Linked DNA regions of Oncorhynchus mykiss: region 2 is linked to region 1. The links are chromatin contacts, called in public Hi-C maps. All regions are on one chromosome and are shown on one strand. The core of a region is the stretch at or near the end of the contact, and the rest is flanking DNA. Distances in the headings are between cores, read along the strand shown. Region 1 holds the start of LOC110491669. Region 2 holds the start of becn1 (beclin 1, autophagy related).

Region 1 (3,640 bases), core at 531-3,030:
CTACACACATTATCATGGTAACAGTACCCATGTGGGCCACAGTAATCTGTTTTATAGATCTCCTGTATCTTCTGTTCTCAGCCATCGAAGTGGTGGAACATAGTGCCATTGTACAAGCTCTGCCAACAACTCCATTGAGTGCTGGTCAAGGTTGTTCAATGGTAGGCCACAGTACAGTATATTGACTATTAATCGTCAATGGAACTCAAGTTCTTAGGTTGGAAGGGTTTCAGTGAACCTTCTTAGGCTCTTTCAATGTCATAAATTGAGATCTAAAGATCAAACAAAAAAGCAGGAGCCTTTTGGCAAACAAAGATTTTAAGACAACTTTTCTGATGCTATGAGAAAATGACTACTAGACAGTTTGACAGAACACTTTATGTAACACTTGATCACATAGAGAACCTCTCCCTCAATGTCAGCCAAACAAATGAACTGATTGGACTTCAGGAGGAACCAGGATGGGCACGCCTCCATCCTTATCAAAGGGGCCTCCGTGGAGACCTACAAAAGTTCATCTCTGAGGAGCTGAAATGGACAAACTACACAGACACAATGGTGAAGAAGGCACAAGAAGGTGGTGACTCCCTGCATTTCACAATTTGGAGACTTTCTCTCCCCTCAACCCTGCCCCCACCCCAATGGACACTTATCATGCTGAACACATTTACATTTGAGTCATTTAGCAGATACCACCACTACCCCCCCCCCCCCCCCTCCCCAATTACCCTGCCCACACCCCAATGGACATTAATATTTATCAATGTCACAAATGTGAACATATGTTATTATTACACATTTGTTTGTTTCATTGTTTCATTCACAATTGCACTGTTGGAGCTCAGAGCTTAAGAATTTCACTGTACATTGCAGGTGACTAAATAAAAATCGAATCTATATATTTTGTTTCAAACTTCCAACCTCATCATGACCAAGCTTCCTGCTCACCTGCACAGAAAGTTGAAATGGAATTGTATTTAACTTCTGGCTTCCTGTGGACTGTTTTTGTGCATCACTGTAGACACTGGGGGTGAATTGAGCAATGATAAACCCTGGATTGCTGATGCTGCTGTATGTATTGGTCATCGAGTGGCTTTGAAGCCACCTGTCGGCCATTTTGTCATTCCCCAGTAGGAGCAGTCCTCCATAGGAATTAATGGATTCTACAGTATTTCAATTAAATGTTTCAAAATTACATGTATTTAAATATTTCCTTTTGTTTTAGTGGGACAGTAACATTAGTAATATCAAAAATGATACTTTAAATCTCAAAAAAGTATACTTTAAGGACAATTTTACTGTTTGCTCACATAATATAATTTAAAAGTATGTATTATGATTTCTGTAATAGAATAAAAGTGTCAAGACGAATGTAGACATTAATAAAAGCATTTCTATGGCTTCCAAAATATTTTTTGTAATGGGTGGGAGTGCCAAGATGGAGGCACCGTGACTTCAACACAGCGCCCCCAATTGGTGTATAGAATTATCTAGTGTATATATAAATCATTGGAATTGAGCCCATCATTAGCTTTCCGTGATGTAATGGCGACCTCTTGTGGTAGGTGTGCTCACACCGTGTCAGTTATTTTACCGTCGAGGAAATTGTACTTTGATGTATTAAAAAAAAATAATAATAATATTCCCCCAAAAATGTATCTAAAAACTTCGAATGGGAACTTGATAACGCTAATGTTCCCCTTTCTGTTCTCACTAAAAATAGTTGCTGTTTTTATGTTTTTGACGCCATCATTGACTCATTCACGCAGTCCTTTCACTTTCCATTTCTTGAGAACCGAGAATAATCCTCTCTCAGATTTGCAAGCAATAGTTCGTCATTTTGCTCTGATAACATATCACGTTTCATATTTGAATCTAGGACAAACGCACACAAAAGAAAGGTAATATCCAAAGATTTTAATAAAGTGCTCAAATATCAAATATATTTGCAATGTTGTAGGCCTAGTAGGTCTGAAGGTGCATTAGGATATATCATATGTGGCTCTTATCCAGGTAATGGGTTGGCCTATATTTTTCGAGCCACAACATCATGACTTGAATTACCAGCAATGCAAATCAACATAGTTAACTTTTTTTTAAATTAAACATGGAGTGATTTACACAGACAGATTGCTTTATGATTTGTTCATATCTTTGCGCACAGCATGTATGGAAGCAGTTATTCAGGCCTGCCTAACGTAGTCTTGTTCTGAAATTATTTCCGCAATAAAAATGTATTGTAAATGTATACATTTACGTGTCAGAATCATTGATAATATGATATTGAAATGACTGAAACCTGAGGGTTTCAATACTGAAAAGAATGAACGCTTTCTGAGTTGCTATTATAACTGTATACGCTTTCAAAACGGTTGAATTGATTAGGTTGTGATCAGTGATTGCAATTTCATCATTTGGCAAAACATTGTTCACTGTGGATGTCCTTGGCCTTGCCTATGCTTACAGATAAATAACAAGGATGGCGAAGGAGGGTGGAACGGTCCGAGTGTGTGGGTTACCCCTAGATATCAGTAAAAACAGACTGATCGACAAGCTCCACATTCATTTCCTGCGGAAGAGGAATGGAGGAGGGGACATTTCATCTGTCACGGTTTCCAAGACAACGCCTGGCTCTGCCTTCATTACCTTTGAGGACAGTGAAGGTTAGAGGTCATCGGTGGGCTTGGGAAAAATATGAAGGAAGTAGATAGTATAATAAGTAAAACATAGAGAACCTTAAGAGGAAAAGTACTGAAAATTACAAGATGTTTTGTGTGTATACCACACATATCTGATTTATCTGATTGATGGGTCTGACATGCAATTATCTTGATAAGGGACATCCTATAGAGCACACCCTATAATGCATATTCAGGTAGCATACAGTGTGTCCTTGAGGAGTTTAACGTGAACGTAATATTTGTTGTCTTTTTAAAAATTCTACATGACACGCAGTGGCTCGGAGAGTGGTTGAACATCAGAATCACACATTATCAGTGAATGACAAGCAATATGAGCTAAGTGTGAGTTTGCACAGCAAAGAAATGGACCCAGATGAGGTAAGCGTTGCGAATAAACCATCTAAACATCTCATCTTTTTAGTAAAATCCTAGTCTCACTCTTCTTAATTCAATCTTTCAGCTCTTTGTGGACACAGCTGTGACAGTGGACTACAGCAAATTGAATGGGGGCAAAACATCGATATCTGACATCCTCAAAAATGCCTGCGACATAAAATGCACCTTTCACGTTCATGCTGACCTCTGCACTTTCAAAGGTCGCTACACAGACGTCCAAATCCTGACCAAGTGTCTGCTGAGACTTTTCAATTCACAGACCTCAAAAGATGTCCATTCCCTTAAAGCTGAGGCCACCAAGGATGACAAAAGATACAACTCTGCTCAAGGACAAACAGAAAGACTGCAGGACACTGACACCTCAGGACAGGCCAACGGACAGGACCTGGGGAAATGTTCCAGTAGAGCCTCTGAAAGTAATCGTGCCCTTCTTCAAGAATCTTACACCAATGATAGAAAGGGGGCGGATGCATTGTACACATCATACACCAATCATAGAGAGGAGGCGGGGGCATTGCATACATCTTACATCAATGACATAGAGGATGCAGTGGCATTAGAGA
Region 2 (3,640 bases), core at 816-3,315, 150 kb after region 1:
ATTTACATTTTTATCTATTTATTTCACCTTTATTTAACCAGGTAGGTAAGTTGAGAACAAGTTATCATTTACAATTGCGACCTGGCCAAGATAAAGCAAAGCAGTTCGACACGAACAACAACACAGAGTTACACATGGAGTAAAACAAACATACAGTCAGTAGAAAAATGAGTCTATATACAATGTGAGCAAATAAGGTGAGGTAAGGGAGGTTAAGGCAAAAAAGGCCATGGTGGCGAAGTAAATACAATATAGCAAGTTTTTTTTTATATATATAAACACTGGAATGGTAGATTTGCAGTGGAAGAATGTGCAAAATAGAGATAGAAATAATGGTGGTGCAAAGGAGCAAAATAAATAAATAAAGGTAGTTGTTTGGGCTAAATTATAGATGGGCTATGTACAGGTGCAGTAATCTGTGAGCTGCTCTGACAGCTGGTGCTTAAAGCTAGTGAGGGGGATAAGTGTTTCCAGTTTCACCTGGAGCCAGTGGGTTTGACGACGAGAGCGACATCATTGATGTATAGAGAGAAGAAAGTCAGTCCAAGAATTGAACCCTGTGGCACCTCCATAGAGACTGCCAGAGGCCCGGATAACAGGCCCTCCGATTTGACACACTGAACTCTATCAGAGAAATAGTTGGTGAACCAGGCGAGGCAATCATTTAAGAAACCAAGGCTATCGAGTCTGCCGATGAGGATGTGGTGATTGACAGAGTCGAAAGCCTTGGCCAGGTCAATGAATACGGCTGCACAGTATTGTTTCTTATCGATGGCGGTTAAGATATCGTTTAGGACCTTGAGCGTGGCTGAGGTGCACCCAAGACCAGCTCTGAAACCAGATTGCATAGCGGAGAAGGTATGGTGGGATTCGAAATGGTTGGTAATCTGTTTGTTGACTTGGCTTTCGAAGACCTTAGAAAGGCAGGGTAGGATAGATATAGGTCTGTAGCAGTTTGGGTCAAGAGTGTCCCCCCCTTTCAAGAGGGGGATGACCGCAGCTGCTTTCCAATCTTTGGGAATCTCAGAGGACACAAGAGAGATGAATGGCATCTGTAATGCAGTGCCTACAATGAATGAACTAGGCATTAGAAGTTCAGAACCAGAACGTGTTAGCTATATATAAATAATAATGCTAAAATTGAAAAATCATTCAACTAAATAATGACGTTTTTATCATCTTTATCCAGGTGAAGATTACATCTCACATTCCAGTGTTCGAATTTGTGTAAAGAAGACTGCATGGGATTTCTGTTTTTGCAACTCTCTGCAGCCAATGGCTATGTCCGCTCTAGCTGTAATTCCGGGAGCCACTTGTGGATTTGACAGGTCTAATGCCGCGTTCAAAACAACTGGGAACTCGGAAAAATACGAGGTCAAATTATGACACTATTGATCTTCAGGTCGGAGCACTAAAAATAGGATCGAGTTCCCGAGTTGGATGACCATTCAAAACGATTATTCCCAGTCGGAGCTCGTTTTCTTCCAAATTCCCAGTTGTTTTGAACGGTTCCACCTCCAACACCTCAAAACAACCGCTATGTTCATGTTGGCTAAAGAAGCGGATCTGATTTAATCGAGCCCTTACATTCCTACTAGTTAGTGTTGTAACGTTAACTAATAGCAATCTATTGTTATTCGTAAAGAGTTAATAAAATGTGCCAAATATATAAAAAATATTAAGACTAGTGTGTCAGTGTCCTTGCATGCTAGCTTGCTAACAACAACTGCAGGCTGGTCACTAACGTTACACAATGTTGTTGCTGTGGCTAGCTAACGCCAATTACACAACTTGAGTTTTGAGTGGAGACAGGCATAATCATGTAATGAATGACGAGACTGCTTAATTTAAATAAGATCACCAATAGAGCAAATACATATTATAACACTACACCTGACACATATAGTGAGTGAATGAAGAAAATAGTAAAACTTCACAGTACTTCTGTATCTTGCTTCTCTCCTGGATTCAGTTTGGTTTTCCCGCAACTATTTTGGCGCGTGACCACAACCCTTCCCGTTGAAGAATGACAACTTCCTTGCGCGAGCAATCTTAAAGGCGTCATATCCGTTAAAAACAACAATAAAGTCCTATGGTAAGAAAACTCTTAAAGTCATGTCAAATAAAGATATATTTTGATATACTTAAGTCTTTCTGTGGTTGAAATATAAATAAATATGAGACTTTGCTACTGACACTGTGTTGTTTTCAACCGCCGAGTTAGTACCGTATTTTAGCCATCTGGCTACTGTTAGCTAACATTAGCCCAATCATGTTCTAAATGAGCCTAACATTATTTCTTATAGTCCAAGGTCGGACCGTATATGTTCTGTTTAACGGCGAATTGGCTCTGGAAGCCAGAATGTAAACATGAATCGATTCTCAATTGCGGTACGGTTCTATAAAGATAAATAAATACCTCTACTTTCATATCACATCAAAAATAATATCACAGTTGTGCATTGTTTTAACCGGTTTTTAACGCAGTTGCCGCCGACAATCCTTTTCAATGACAACATTACATGGATGTATTCATTTCGCGGATTCTTTTGCAAAAAAAGTTTCTTAAACGGAACGAAACTGGGATGGGACCTACCTGAATTTGTCCAATCGAACTGAAGTTTTGCATCTATTTGGACTAATGATTACACCCCACGTTTGTGGCAACCTCTTCCCTTTACACACAAGTGTTCGCAGATAGTTTATTAACACAGATAGTCAGTCCACTGTCTGTTTTCCGTCAACAAACACGGTAACATGGCAGTGTGGTAATAACCCTAACGCTATACAGGTGTAGTCTTTTACCTTTTGTTTTTTGACAATTATTTCTCGCTGATATAAAAGGTAACGTTATGTAGCTTAAGTTTCCAAAACAGTACCGCAAGCGATTCCTGTTAATGTTTAGGGCAAGCATCGGGGTTCTTAACTAAATTCACCCAGTCAGTAGTCGCAAAAGTAGTTGGCGTCCATGAATGGGGTAAGCTAAACTGCCAGCAAAACCACCAGTCACGAGTAGTTTTCCCGCCGGCTAACCCTGCTAATTCTGTTTCCAGTGTTGTTATGGAGGGCTCCAAGTCCTCTAGTACCACCATGCAGGTCAGCTTTGTGTGTCAGCGCTGCAGTCAGCCTCTAAAGCTGGATACATCCTTCAATGTGCTCGACCGTGTCACCATCCAGGAACTTATTGGTATGTTTACCTGAGTGTATGTTTGAGAGAGCGTGTGTGTGGTTGTGTGTGCGCATGCTTTGGAGAGCGCTACAGAGGAAGAGACAGAGATCGGCGTTGTGAGTCTGTGTGTCTTCTGTCCCATCAGCTCCTCTGGTCACAGTGACACCAAGCAAGCAGACAGAAAGCAATGAGGCGGAAAGTGCTCCAGAGGTGAGACACTGGGTTTATTCAATCCAATGGAAAGATAGTTTTGAAACCAGGTTTCACAGCAATATCCTTCATAGAAATTGAGTTTTAAACACCGACAGGGGTTCTGATTTTCCTCTCTTCCTCCAGGAAACCTTTGTGGAAACAAAGCAAGATGGAGTCGCAAGAAAATACATCCCTCCTGCAAGGTAGCATCATGTCTAACTTACTACCTTCCAGTCTGCTTGGCATACACAGTGTAATGCCCTGCTCTGAACTTGAACT

What was found. Hi-C and Micro-C count contacts between places; a contact is called where the count stands out from the background.
Region 2: a contact with region 1 is called in a Hi-C map of liver, with 3 times the contacts expected there. The contact joins the promoter of becn1 here to the promoter of LOC110491669 in region 1. A contact is called at or near these places in 2 of 3 Hi-C or Micro-C datasets (blood and liver).

The regions. Positions count from the first base shown.
Region 1 is chr16:23,397,616-23,401,255 of USDA_OmykA_1.1, forward strand. It overlaps LOC110491669, which reads left to right and starts at 1,781. Exons shown (of 6, transcript XM_021565291.2): 1 at 1,781-1,901; 2 at 2,467-2,663; 3 at 2,956-3,059; 4 at 3,142-3,640. The coding sequence starts at 2,480.
Region 2 is chr16:23,549,728-23,553,367 of USDA_OmykA_1.1, forward strand. It overlaps becn1 (beclin 1, autophagy related), which reads left to right and starts at 2,066. Exons shown (of 11, transcript NM_001124429.1): 1 at 2,066-2,095; 2 at 3,054-3,187; 3 at 3,315-3,379; 4 at 3,506-3,564. The coding sequence starts at 3,061. It overlaps LOC110491673 (breast cancer type 1 susceptibility protein homolog), which reads right to left and starts at 2,069. Exons shown (of 21, transcript XM_036946563.1): 1 at 1,943-2,069.